Regions from separate parts of the Mus musculus genome. Here region 2 is linked to region 1. Evidence: chromatin contacts called from public promoter capture Hi-C data. All regions are on one chromosome and are shown on one strand. Each heading gives the region's core, a stretch centred on a gene start, on an enhancer-like site or on the middle of the called end of the contact. The rest is flanking DNA. Distances are from core to core; before and after follow the strand shown. Region 1 holds the start of Slfn9 (schlafen 9). Region 2 has its middle 19 kb from the start of Slfn2.

Region 1 (3,038 bases), core at 17-2,516:
ATTATAAACCCTGGGTTAGATAGTAGCAATTATATTTCTGCCTCTTGGCTCCTTGCTCAGTTAAAGACAGTATCTTAGAGAGAGAGGGGTCGCTCAGTGGCATCTACAGAATCCCTTTCAACATTGTCATTTCAAGCTGTACCTTGGGGCCTAAAGCTTGTACTCTAACTTGCACCTACTAAGAGTAACAGGCTCTACCAGCTCAGAGACTTCCTGTTGAGATTGCCAGCCAGAGCAAGCTAGAGTGACAGAGACAGCCTCCCTCCCCCATCCCTTCACCCATCTGGGTCCCCCTTCTCCTGTGCTGGGCTGGTCAGTCTCTCACCCACTGGAATCATCCCCTTTCACTCCCAGGCCCCTCCAGTCCTCAGCACCTACTTTTAAAGGAACGTGTCGCCAAGTCTGAGAAAATATCCGGGTCTTCAGACAGGAGAGACACAGTGGTGCCACCCTGGCTTCTGGGCTGCTCAGGTTCCAGTTCTGGTGTGCTGGACCTCGGGGAAGGTGGAGGGGAGCTGAGGGTCTCACCAGGTCCTGGTCGCTCCGGATCCCAGAGCGCAGAGCGCGCGGAGGTGGCGTGGAATTCCCGCCTTTCCTTTTCACTGCCTGACTCTCCACCCACCCTCTCCCGCCCGCGGGCAGAGACCAATAGGAAGCCTTCTAAATACCGGGAAGCTTGAAACTCATATGTGCTTAATAAACTAAACTTTAATAATTCTGAACCTTAGCCATATTGGGCGTTCGGATTGTTCTTGGTGTTTTTAGTTTCTTTTGGTATCTGCTTTCTCCCCACTTCTTTCTTCCTCCTTCCTCCTAGCTCTTCCTATATCCCAGTGTTCTGTCACCGGCCCAAGTGTACCTATTTACCAACTAATTTATGGAATCTATTCATACGAATTACACAAGACAGCATAAAACTTGTTCGAAAGGAGATAAGCTCTTCTCCAGGCCCTTTCCTCTGGCACCGGGCCACCCTTCTGTCCCTGGCTCCCTTGAAGGTCGCAGCTCTGTGGCTCTCACTCACCACTTTCATTTTGTGAGAAAAGACTTTTGATCGCTGTTCCCTGGCCGGCTGGGAAAGCAGAATTTAGAAACAGGCAGGAATGTAAGTCTCCCTTTCCTTCCCGAACTCAGCCTCCGGCCCAGAATCTTCTGGTCTGTGGCCAGGTGGTGTTTCATTTGTGGACTGGTCGCCTGTCTGTGAGGTTCAGAGGAGCAGCCCCGGGTCTAGCATGGGTTTGGCTAGCAGTGGTCACAGCGAATTGGCTCAATTCTTCTAGTGGTTGGGTTACTTGTTTTTGGGAAAACGAAACTGCTCGGATTTTCTGGCCGGCTGCAGGCATGCTGCCAGACTGAGCTCACTGCTGGTTTTGATGAATCTGTCTTGCTGCCCTTTTTCCAGATAAGCCCCCATCCTTGGCTGTGGGCGGCTTCCTCCCTATAGCAAGAACTTACAGCCTTCTCAGCCTGAGGGGGTTCCCTGCTGTGGAAGGGCTGTTGAAGGAGCTCAGATTCATGCTGGTCTGGGGGAAGCAGAGTGAGAGTGAAGCTTTTGTGAGGATCTCACCTCCTGAGCTCAGAGTTGAGAACTAACCACTGTTAACCCCTGGTACTTGCAGATCTTCATCTGTTCTGTGTTCCTACTGCATGTACACTTGTTACACATGGTTAACACCGTTAACTGCATCAGGATGTGTATTCTAGTTAAAAACCTGTTTTTCCATGGTTCCAAACTTCCCCTTTCAGTATATTTTCTTACCACCATAGTCCTTTTTCTTTAAAATTCTAATTTTCCAGATTGTACAGTGTTGAATGAAAAAGACTGTCATCCTAGAATTCAATACACACTGTCAACCTAGAATTCAACACACACACACACACACACACACACACACACACACACACACACACACACCACTTCACCTAGTGGATAGAAACTAATGATGTCCTTTTCTGGTGAAACAAAACAATTCAGCAAGGGCTTGGTCACCAGGAGACCTTTGTCACAAAAAATGTTAAAGGCTGATGGAAATTTGTACCAGAGTAACACTTAGAGTCACATGAATAAAACCAGTACTACAGGAGTAATTAAGTGAATATTAAAAGGTAATTTATCTTTTTCAGTGTTCAAAAATTACTGAAAAGATAAAGATACAACTATATTATGGTGCTTATAAAATGTAGAAATACAAAACTGTGATAATTACGGGGGCTGGGAAGATGGCTCAGAGACTCTGAGCACACTCTTGTGGTTGACCTGGGTTTGAGTCCCAACACCCACCTTTGGCTCAGGGACCCCGTAACTCCAGTTCCAGGGAGTCAATGTCATTGGCCATGTTGAACACTTGCTCTCAGATGCATGTACCCTCCTGTACTGGCTAGTTTTGTGTCAACTTGACACAGCTAGAGTTATCACAGAGAAAGGAACTTCAGTTGAGGAAATGCCTCCATGAGATCCAACTGTAAGGCATTTCCTCAATTAGTGATCAAGGGGGAAAGGCCCCTTGTGGGTGGGACCATCTCTGGGCTGGCAGTCTTAGGTTCTATAAGAGAGCAGGCTGAGCAAGCCAGGAAAAGCCAGCCAGTAAAGAACATCCCTCCATGGCCTCTGCATCAGCTCCTGCTTTCTGACTTGCTTGAGTTCCAGTCCTGACTTCCTTTGGTGAGGAACAGCAGTATGGAAGTGTAAGCCGAATAAACCCTTTCCTCCCCAACTTGCTTCTTGGTCATGATGCAGGAATAGAAACCCTGACTAAGACACCTCCTGTGTTGGAGTGAAGTTTTTGTGTACCACATATAGAGACTATCCTTGTGTTAAGCAAATGCTAATTTCCATCCTGACAGAGATCTGATTACAGCAAAACTTTGGTATTGTCATTATTTAGAAGATTATCCTGTCTTAGTATTTTCTAATCATTGTTCTCCACCACCTCCTGACACAGAGGGAGGCTAGGTAAAGTCTCTGCAGGGAGTTGTTCTTCCCTAAATTGAAGTCTCAGGGAGAAAGGGGGTGGGGCACTTATCTCTGCCTTTTGTTC
Region 2 (3,067 bases), core at 350-2,849, 54 kb after region 1:
CTGTATATTTTTGACTCTTGTTAGACTGCTTGCTTGCTTTATGCTTTATTTTTCCCTGCAACTGCAACAAGGATGTAGTTTTTCTGTGTTGTCTTTAAAATCTCCCAGTAGTTCCTCCTATGGGGCTGCAAACCCCTTCAGCTCCTTGGCTCCTTTCTCTAGCTCCTTCAATGGGGATTCTATGTTCAGTCTAATGGATGGCTGTGAGCATCCACCTCTGTATTTGTGAGGCAGTGGCAGAGCCTCTCACTAGCCAGTACCCGCAGAGCTCCCAGGGACTAAACCACCAACCAAAGAGCACACATGGTGGGACTCATGGCTCCAGCTGCATATGTACCAGAGATGGCCTACTCAGACATCAGTGGGAGGAGAGGCCCTTTATCTTATGAAGGCTCTATGCCCCAGTGTGGGGGAATGCCAGGGCCAGAAAGCAGGAGTGGGTGGGTTGGTGAGCAGGGGGAGGGGATGGAGGAGGGTATTTTTTCTGAGGGGAAACCAGAAAAAGGCATAACATTTGAAATGTAAATAAAGAAAATATCCAATAAGGAAAAATCTCCCTGTAGGGCTGGAGAGATAGCTCAGAGTTTAAGAGCATAGACTGCTGTCTTAGTCAGGGTTTCTATTCCTGCACAAAACATCATGACCAAGAATCAAGTTGGGGAGGAAAGGGTTTATTCAGCTTACACTTCCATACTGCTGTTCATCACCAAAGGAAGTCAGGACTGGAACTCAAGCAGGTCAAGAAGCAGGAGCTGATGCAGAGGCTTGGATGGAGGGATGTTACTTACTGGCTCCCTTCCCCTGACTTGCTCAGCCTGATTTCTTATAGAACTCAGCACTACCAGCCCAGGGATGGCACCACCCACAAGGGGTTCTCCCACCCTTGATCACTAATTGAGAAAATGCCTTATAGCTGGATCTCATGGAGGCATTTCCTCAAGGGAGGCTTCTTTCTTTGTGATAATTCCAGCTTGTGTCAAGTTGCTACACAAAACCAGCCAATATAGCTGCTCTTCCAGAGGTCCTGAGTTCAGTTCCCAGCAACCACATTGTGCCTCATAACCATCTATACTAGGGCCTGAGGCCCAATTCTGGAATGCAGGTAGACAGGTAGGAAGAATACTATATACATAATAAATAAACTAATAAAAAATTCCCTGAAATGTGCATTTGAGGCTGTTCTGTGAGAAGTGTATCTCTCCAAGCCTAATTTAAACTTTGATCATGCTGAGTGGTCTTTGGGTCTTGACCCCCCAACAACAGCAGTCCAAATATATTGAGAGTCCTTGGTTCAAAAGAATAGCCCTTTATTTCAGTACATAATCTCTTTATTTGTAGACCTGAAGAGTTAGACTCCGGAGATACTCCATTTATGCTTTAAACTTTCTGGCAGCCATGGGATACTGAGTATACCCACAAAAGGCTCAAATAGCCCAACATATGGCAATATATTAGAAAACACCCCAACTCAGGACAGCAGGCTTTGTCTCATGACAAAAAAGGAAGCCATCCTAGAAATAGGGCCACCCCTTGCCCTGGAACTTCCCAAAAATTGTCAGATCACATTTGGCACATGAATGTTACTCATGTCCCTAGCTTAGGGAGGCTGAAATATGTTTGTGTCATTGTAGACGCTGACTCACTCAGTGTTCATTTTTGCCGTTCCCCTTTCAGGAAAAGCAGTGAAGAATATTTTTATGTTTTTACTCAGAGCTTTTGCTGTTTTAGGTCCCTGCAAAATGTTAAAAGCAGGCGATGCTCCTGCATACATTGCCAAGCCTTTTCAACAATTTTGCCAACAGTTTGGCATAACCTATATCCCAGGCATCCCATATAACCCCCAGAATTCATCTTTTAGGAAAGAGCTAAAGGATAACTTAAACTTTATTTAAAAATAAAGGAGAGGGAGAAAGGTAATATGGCTACTTGTCACAATATTTTATCTTCTATTATATATACTTTTTACATTTGGGTAAGGATGGCCTCTCTGCTGTAGAACATTTTTAACCTCTCCAGAGAGAAATTCAGGGTCCTGGTTCATTGGAGAGATGCTATGCCTAGCCAACTGAATCACAGGGTTACAGCAATTCATTGAAGCTATGGCTATCTTTGTGTGTTTCCCTCAGGCTGCTAAAAAGTTGGTGTGGACAACTGAAAGACTAACTAGACCAGTGGAAGTCAGATGAAGAGCTTCTAAGGTGTTTGCAAAGGCTATACCTGAAGAAAAGGATGAGACTGGGGCGAAAGGATTGTGGAGCCATGAAGAACAAGGTCTCTCTATCAACAATGACTCTGAGGAGGAAACTAGTGACTGGGGAGAAAGAATTGATGAAGTCTTAGGTGTGCCTGCTGAGTTGCTGTTTCTTACTATGTGTCTTTGTTAAATGCATCTGTTCCTGATGAAACATACATAACATAGCATAACATAACATAACATAACATAACATAACATAACATAACATAACATAAGCTGTGCTTATATGTCTGGTCTTCTTTTGCTTCATTTGTTAACTGGGAAGAGAATAATATTCCTATTCATGTCAGTGACTCTGAGGTCTTGTTGGTGCCCCCATAGCTAATCTTATTATTCCCCAAGCTAAGATGGTCATATGATAATTTGAGTATGTTCAGACCTTGCACAATGCAATGTAAACCACTTAACATTCAAAGTCAGTTGGATTACCCTCTCCCATTGCTGCAGAAAACATGGCCAAGATATTTACTATGATATTTTTCTGTTTCTAATTGGTCTTCTACACTCTGTTTCATAGTGATGTGTCTGAGAAGTTTTTTTGTTGGTTTTGCTGGGACGCATTATAGCCTTAGTATTGATTTGTTATTCCATGTCTGTTTGAAGATTGTCTTGCATAGCCTAAAATTAAAAACCAAAACCTGGGAATTACAAGGAACCATGGTGTCAGTCTGGCCTAGCTGAACGTGAGAGGCATGTGTTATAGGTTTTTCAGGTTGGAGTCCATGGCTCCTGGGGCACAACTTGCCTTCCTGTTGCTGAGAGACTGATGCACTCCCTCAGGCAGTAAAGCATCCAGGTCACTTTGTTTTTCTC

The links. Promoter capture Hi-C pulls out the DNA fragments that hold promoters and counts their contacts.
Region 2: a promoter capture Hi-C map of macrophages shows a contact between it and region 1, with 5 read pairs. The contact joins the enhancer-like site here to the promoter of Slfn9 in region 1. A contact is called at or near these places in 5 of 39 promoter capture datasets (the C10 cell line, embryonic stem cells and macrophages), 2 of 15 datasets of contacts at CTCF or cohesin (CD8 T cells and pro-B cells), 50 of 484 Hi-C or Micro-C datasets (B cells, the Ba/F3 cell line, the C2C12 cell line and 35 more), 15 of 115 datasets of contacts at active chromatin or transcription factors (CD8 T cells, the HPC-7 cell line, the SCID.adh cell line and 4 more) and 2 of 9 other capture datasets (adipose tissue and pancreatic islet).

What each region holds. Positions count from the first base shown.
Region 1 is chr11:82,990,564-82,993,601 of GRCm38.p6, forward strand. It overlaps Slfn9 (schlafen 9), which reads right to left and starts at 1,267. Exons shown (of 5, transcript NM_172796.2): 1 at 1,025-1,267.
Region 2 is chr11:83,044,217-83,047,283 of GRCm38.p6, forward strand. No RefSeq gene overlaps it. Among named protein-coding and RNA genes, the nearest start is that of Slfn2, 19 kb to the right of the region's middle. Within about 2 kb of position 1,600, at least 38 of the 459 cell types and tissues checked have an H3K27ac peak or open chromatin away from gene starts, as enhancers often do. A contact at or near this core is called in CD8 T cells, Th2 cells, adipose tissue and 3 more, where this site is marked.